Linked DNA regions of Ovis aries: region 1 is linked to region 2. A link is a contact called in public Hi-C data. All regions are on one chromosome and are shown on one strand. The core of a region is the stretch at or near the end of the contact, and the rest is flanking DNA. Distances in the headings are between cores, read along the strand shown.

Region 1 (3,503 bases), core at 792-3,291, 230 kb before region 2:
CATTCTTGGCTGTGCCAAGAAACTGAATTAGCCAGCTAGGCTTGAGAAAACACTGGGGCTTCCGGCAACTGCTCTAAGCAGACTTTCCACTCTTCTGAGCTTTGCCCGCAGTCACATGTGTCGTGTCACAGAACTAATTATAAGAGATCCTGAGAGCCAAGGGGAGACTGATCACCTGAGAAGCTAATTCCAGGAGCAGAGGATGAAGAATGAAATGAAACAACTTCCATTCCTAAATCCCACTCTTCTCTGTAGAAACTGTAATTGCCCGAGGGTTGCTGGCTATGGAAGTTTAGATTTTACTGGGATCTTTCTGCTTTCAGTCTTGCTTAATTTATTTTCAGGCTTCAGACCATTGTTCAGTGCTGACTTTTATGGCTGCTTTCTGGGAGGAGGGGGTTTGGGGTGCAAGCAGTGCTTTTTATTTCATGGGGAAATGGGAGCCACTAAGGGAACCCTGACTGTCCCCTCACCATCCCTTGCAATGGGGAAATTTTGGCTTTACCTGTGACTTCTTTGAGAATGCAGAGTGATCTCAGACCGTCTCAGCTGGCCCAGTCATGGAATGAATGATGACGAGAGCGGGAATTCAGGCTGGGGAAGGGCTTTCAGACCACCTGCTGCAGCAGTGCTCAGGGCCTTCTCTCGCCAGGACATGCGCAATGAGTGTTTGAGTTTGCATCCTCCTAAAAGCTGATGACAGGCTTCCCCGGTGGCTCAGTGGTAAAGAATCCGCCTGCCGGTGCAGGAGACATGGCTTCGATCCCTGGGTCAGGAGGATTGCCTGGAGGAGGAAATGGCAGCCCACTCCCGTATTCTTGCCTGAAGAATCTCATGGACAGAGGAGCCTCGAGGGCTACAGAACATGGGGTCATGTAAGAGTTAGACAGGACCCAGAGACTAGACCAAAAGCTGAGGACAGGATGTTGGGTGCTGGGAAGGGATGTCAGGAAGCAGAAGCGAGGCGGAAGAGTCGGAGAGGCTGTGCTCAGGAGCTGGCCGCCCCCGGGCCAGCCGCCCCACCGTGGCGGCACCACCTGACAAGGCTATAGCGCTGTCCCCGCAAGGGGCGAGGAAGCTGGGGATTTATCCACTGATGCCATCTCTTTTGGTTGGGGGCTGCTCCTTAGGACTGAGCTTCTTCCCCCAGCCCAGGGAAAGCCCTTGGGCTGTGAGACAGAGCGGCCTGAGCCCCCACGGAGGGCCATGGCCAGCAACCCCCCGAACCGCCCACCCTCTGGAGCCAGAAGGGGCCGCGGGAAGAGCAGCAGCAGCGTCGGCCTCCAGGGTGACTTCCAGCTACAGAACAGACTGGCATCTGGAGTTCTTGGGGTGGTTTTAGTCTCCTTTGCAAATCCTTGGCATCCCTTCCATCGAGAGGTGGGGGCTCAGTGGATTCTTTCCCCAGAGTCCAGGCAGGCTTGTGACTGCTTTTGTCAGGAGACTAGAACAAAACTTGGCCTCTGTCCACCGGTGCCAAATAGAAACAGTTTGGGGTGAAGCAGGAAGAAACAGCTTTATCGCTTTATCAGGCAGAGCGGGCCACAGCAGGCCAATGCCCTCAAAACTAAGTGCCCCAACCCTAGAGGGGGTAGTGGAGAGTCGTGGTGTTCGAGGAGCAGGGTGTGGCCTTCTTGTGGATGCTCTTCTGACTGGCTGGTGATGATGCCATTGGGAGTCAGCATCATCAGGCTTCTGGTTCCGACCCGTCTGGGGTCTGCAGAACAGCTCAAAGGACATGGCTCGGAATATTACCCACAGCTCTTGGGGAAGAGCTAAAGCTCGTCGACTTTAGTCAATGGTTAAAGTATTATTAACTTGTCTTGCTTGACTGTTTTCCTTTCTTTCTGCATTTTCTCACTTCTCTGATTATTCTTTGACTGAAGCTTTCCTGCAGACAAAAGGCAGGTGGAGGACATGGGTGGAGAGAGAGGTCTATTCTGGGAAGTCCCCATAGGGGCCTGCTCAGTCACAATCTCTGTCATTTCCAAGATTACATCATCCAAAGCCGCGCCGCCTCTGCCCTGGCTGCGAGGATGCGTGCACTGGGGCTGTCCTGGGGCCGCCGCGAGGGAGAGGGGCCGTGGGGAGCTCTTCAGTCAACAGCCCCACTGAGTGCCCCTCTGATCTGCTGGCTAGGGTCAGCTGCTGGCTGTGTGGGTGGACCATCTTGGCTGTGTAACCCTGTTGTACCTGCAGATATCTGCAGTTTCAGCCAGTATCTGACTGCAGCCTCTTGTGGGACCCCCAGTAGAAACGTCCTCGTCAAGCTCTGCCTGAATTCCTGACCTACAGAAACTGGGAGCAAAATAAAATGATTATCGTTTTATACGCTGACATTTGAAGTACTTTGTGATGCCATAATAGTAAGTGGAATAATGCTTACGCGGCTCCTTTGGGGGCACAGCCTGTCCCTTCTCAGAGAAGGCTGTGGAAGCCGGGGGTGCACATTGGCAGGTGTTTCCAGCAGTACCATTAGCAGTCCTCCAGCTGCCTTCTGAAGAGGCGGCAATAATGGGAGGCAGTATTTTGAAAGGGGCTTTGTGAAGAGTCCAGTGGCGCCTTGCACTCACATGGTGCTTTTTCTCTCCTTACCATGGGATTCTCCAGTGTCATCCTATTCCATTCAGTTGCAGAGAGGGTTTATAGATTGTACTCTCTACTGCCTCGTAGAGAAGCCATTTCATTCTCTATCCAAAGCAGCTAGAATCAAGGACAAATGGGAAAGGAGCTCTAGAAGGGGAGGGACTGGTTTTACGAACATCTACTTTGTTTTAGAATCAGGGACAAAGGACAAAAAAGAAGGGGGAAGGACTGGCTTTACTAATTGGGAAATCCTTCCACCACATGACTGTCAAGCGTGGACAAACATTTAAGGACTGGAAGTTCCCTGTGGTTGCCAAGGGGGAGGCGTTGGGGGAGGAATGGATCCAGAGTTGGGACTAGCAGATGCAAATTATTATATATAGAATGAAAACCAGCAAGGTCCTACTATATAGCACACGGAGCTATATTCAATGTCGTGGGATAACCACGAAGGGAAATAATATAAAAAAGAATGTATATATATGTACAACTGAATCACTTTGCTGTACCGCAGAAATTAGCACAACATTGTAATCAACTATATTTCAATAATAATAATAACAAAAGAAACTGATGTGCAGTAAGGAGTCAAGAGTATGGTTTACAAATTCTGGGACTCTTTGAGGGACCAGGAGAAGAAAGTTCTCTAACATTTGAGCCTCAGAATCACTTGAGCCTTGAAATAGCTCCTACAGAGGAGAATGTCAGTGTCATACAATGTAATACCTATAACAAACAGGTTTAAATACATTCGACATGTAGGTTCCATATTGCTTGATAAGGCACTCGGATTTAGAAATAAAGGAGAAAACCCTTCAGAAAATATGATTTAATACATTATTAAAAAAATGTATTCAGTTCAGTCGCTCAGTCGTGTCTGACTCTTTGCGACCCCATGAATTGCAGCACGCCAGGAC
Region 2 (3,862 bases), core at 1,361-3,860:
GGATCAAATGTGACTTCTCAGTTTAATCCCTGATTTTCTTTACCAGATTTGATTCTTCACAATGCTGGGTTTTTGAAACACCAAATTTACCCTCAAAAGACGAAGGGTGTGTTTAATCATGGACTTCTGGTCTTGAAGGCAATCCCAAAGAGGACTTGCAAATACTTGGAGTAAGGGTTGTTGCTGTTGTCCAGTCGTGTCTGACTCTTTGTGACCCCATGGACTGCAGCACGCCAGGCTTCCTGTCCTTCAGCATCTCCCAGAGCTTGCTCAAAGTCATGTCCATCGAGTCGGTGATGCCATCCAGCCATCTCATCCTCTGTCGTCCCCTTCTCCTCCTGCCCTCAATCTTCCCCAGCGTCAGGGTCTTTTCTATGAGCAGGCTCTTTGCATCAGGTGGCCAAAGTATTGGAACTTCAGATTCAGTCCTTCCAATAAATATTCAGGATTGATTTCCTTTAAGACTGACTGGTATAGAGTAAGGGTATATAGTGGTATGTATACTGGTATATATTGGTATAGATTAAGGGTAGAATCATTAAAACAAGAATGTTTTCTTCTGTTCATTCTAAGATAAGTGTTTTCGAGCATGCACTTAAATGTGTAGGAGTCAAACCCAGACGTCCTTGTCTCCTAGGTATTTAGTAACAGGCTAAGTTCCTTGGAGTCAGTTGATTGCTATAGGGTGCCGTGTGTTTTAATTTTTTTTTTAAATAAGGGCTTGATCGCTTGAAGATGACTGAATGCTATAAGTCAGTTCATTCTAGGATGTGAGACATGCAGATGCATATCCTCCTGAACAAAGGCTTTGTGCCAGACACAACCAACACAAGACCGTTTTTATTTTCCTGTGACCAGTGGGTTAGTCTCTGTGGTTGTTTAATGACATTAGTCATGTAAAATCAGAAGAAGAATGCAGGGCTTTTCATAAGCCTGTGACAGCTTGGATTTTCCTCCCTAACAACATGGATGAATCAGAAGCCGCAAGTTTGCATTTGAGAAATATTTGTGGTGGTTAAGAAATACGTACTGTGCTTGTTATTATTATTACATTCCCATAAAAATAGAGTGTCCCTGGGAAGAGTGCAAAACAGCAAGGAGATGTCCAAGGTATCAAGTTCAACAATCCCACTGTCAAATGCTTATGCTTCCCTGTTCTGAGTTAGTGGAGAATTTGCATAATGCTCATTCTGTCAGCCCACTGCCTATGCTAAAGCCCACGTCTTGGCCCAAAGATGCCATACCTGTCCACCTATCCATCCCTTTTTTCCCCCTCCCTCACTCCCTCTATCCATTTCTTTCATGAAATATTTACTGAGGAGCTAATGCTGATCAGCCCCTGTGCCAGGTGCTAGGCAAACAAAAACAGTCCAGAGTATCTGTGCTTACAGTGCTTACCACCTTCGGGGGAGAGAACAGATATTAATCAAGTCAGTAATGCAGCTGAGCGTAGAGTGTAGAATTAGAGATATGCTAGTATTAATTCAATGGAAACTCTAGTGATGCTCTACAATATAAAGGAAAGACGAAAAGGCCGAATTTGACTTAAGGAAGTCTTAGAAGCGGTGAATGGGATGAGATTCTTAAAAGTGCTCACTGGGATGAGATGAAACAAATGAACAGGAGTGGCCCAGCTGGAATGGGGGGGGGCAACCCCCATGGGGAGGGGAAGGAGGCCGGCCCACACATGGGGGGTGGTGGAGGGGGAAGGCTGTTGCCGCAGAGGAGGGAGGTGGGAGAGGAAAAGTGGGGTGAAGTCTGTAGTGTTGAGAGCTCTCCAGAACGGACTGGCAGGCCAGCAGGGAAGAGGGGCTCAGGCACGTCTCAGCCTGGGCGGAATCTGATCTGAGTACAGATGAAACATGCCTGAACATGAATTTGATATCTCTGGGAGATAGTGGAGGACAGAGGAGCCTGGCGGGCTTCAGTCCACGGGGTTGCAAAGAGGTGGACACAACTCAGGGACCGAACAACAGGAGTCCCACCAACGGGGCAGGCGGACGTGCCCTGCGAGCACAGTGGAGCCACCTCCCACACTCACACGGCTGGCCCTGGATCCAGCTTCGGCTCCGAGGGGAGGCTGGTCACGTGAGTCCGCGCCAGAGCAACACCTCCAAACCACTGACGGTGCTGGCGAGGAACAGAGTGTGAAGAACCACGGCCTCCAGTGTTTCGAGATCTGATTGGTGAAATGAATGAAAACCCTCCGCGTGCACCGCTCTCTTTCCGGGCTTGGAGAGGTGTTCCTCCGCACAGAGCAGAGGAGGAGGGGAGGGGGGAAGGGCTTCTCCCAAGACGCAGGCCCGCAGATCGTGGCCAGGAAGGGTGGGGGCACCTGAAAAGGGCACCCACTGAGGCAGGCGACACCGCAGAGCCCACGGGGCCCCTCAGGCCGAGGCCCGGAGACTCGGAGACAGGAAGCGGATGAAGGGTCTGCTCTCTGTTAGCTCCCCTGGGAGGGCCTGGTTTCAGAACCAAAACAAACTTGGGAGAGTCAGACGGGGAGGAGAGAAAGAAACAAACAAGGAGGGTTTTACTTATGTTTCCTCCCAGCCGACAGTCTCAGCCCTAGACTCTGCCCCCTGAAGCTTCAGGGCGTCACCTCGCCTCTCCTGGGTTGGAGCTTTGTAGTCAGTATCACGTGGTCCATAACCTGCGCACACCAGCCTGGCTCCCAGGGAGACTGGAAGTGTGCGGGGCCGGCTCTTTTGCTTTTGTGTTGAATTGAGCATAGATGCATCACAGCTGTGACTACTGACAGCCCTGACCCCGGGTGAGACAGTTACGCACAGGAGGCACCCAGGCAGCCGGTCTGAGCCTGGAAGTGCCCAGCACAGAGGGGCTGAGGAAGCAGGGTGCAGGCACCCGTCCAGCTCACTCGGACTCTGGGGCCCCAGCTCTCCATCTCCCATGCCTTGTCTGGAGGCTGGCGTTGGAAAGAACCTCACCGGTCACTTGATTCATCCCTTTAGTTTTAGATGTGGAGGTGGAGGATGAAACGTCCTCCTGCCGCCTGTGAAACGTCCCAGAGCCCCTGGCTCCTAAGGTACCATGGCCCCCCGCTGATTCCTTCTTGCTCCAGTCCCAGGCTGCTCAGGGAGGGTGCAGTGACTCTGCCGTAAACACACACCAGAGATACGTCTTGCCTTGGACGACAGGACTGCACGGGCCTTGGGGCTCTTCTACTCAAAGACAAACTGACCGAGATGGATTTAGTCACCAGAAGCAAGAGCCAAGTGCCAGCCTGCTTTAAAATGGGGACAAGGGGCACATTTTGACAATAGCAAGGAAAGGAGTGTGGTCTCTAGGCCTAGAGCAAGAAAGTTAGTGCAAACAAGTGAAACGAAGGACAGTTAGTGCCCAGCCGCGAAGCTGACGGAAGCAGAAATGAGCTTGTTCTCAACAGCACGTGCCACTTTGATGGAAGAGCCACTATCACCTTAAGACCCCTGGGGGCCTTCGTTTTGATCGTTCAGTTCAGAGAGGATCCTCCTTTGAAAAGCAGACTTAACGGCAGCTTTGAGTCCAAGTTTTTCACAACAGAGCAGGGCTTGGCTTGCTTTCTTACCTTCCTGTTTAATTTATTTTGTGTAATTTTTTTTTTAAAGGAAACAAAAGCCTAATTCCTGGCAGCTATTTTCCATATCAGAGACTGTACTTTTTTTTTTTTTTTTAATGTATTAGCAAGTCTTGAGCATTTGAAGGAGAAGCTCTTCTATTTGCCTAAAGAAAGGTACAAAAGAATTCAGCTACATGTTTAAATGACTTGGTTAATTTTCAATAAGAAGTCCTTGGTTTTCATCTCTACAGATAAGCAGTGAAACGTGTGGGTATGCAAGTCTGAGATATCATTCATACACCA

What was found. A called contact is a pair of places that touch in the nucleus more often than the background predicts.
Region 1: a contact with region 2 is called in a Hi-C map of liver, with 3 times the contacts expected there. The contact joins two enhancer-like sites. A contact is called at or near these places in 3 of 16 Hi-C or Micro-C datasets (liver, skin fibroblasts and tail adipose tissue).

Annotation. Positions count from the first base shown.
Region 1 is chr26:41,294,124-41,297,626 of ARS-UI_Ramb_v3.0, reverse strand. No RefSeq gene overlaps it. Among named protein-coding and RNA genes, the nearest start is that of NR1D2, 44 kb to the left of the region's middle. Within about 2 kb of position 2,041, at least 4 of the 54 cell types and tissues checked have an H3K27ac peak or open chromatin away from gene starts, as enhancers often do. A contact at or near this core is called in liver, where this site is marked.
Region 2 is chr26:41,069,134-41,072,995 of ARS-UI_Ramb_v3.0, reverse strand. No RefSeq gene overlaps it. Among named protein-coding and RNA genes, the nearest start is that of TRNAS-GGA, 23 kb to the left of the region's middle. Within about 2 kb of position 2,610, at least 12 of the 54 cell types and tissues checked have an H3K27ac peak or open chromatin away from gene starts, as enhancers often do. A contact at or near this core is called in liver, where this site is marked.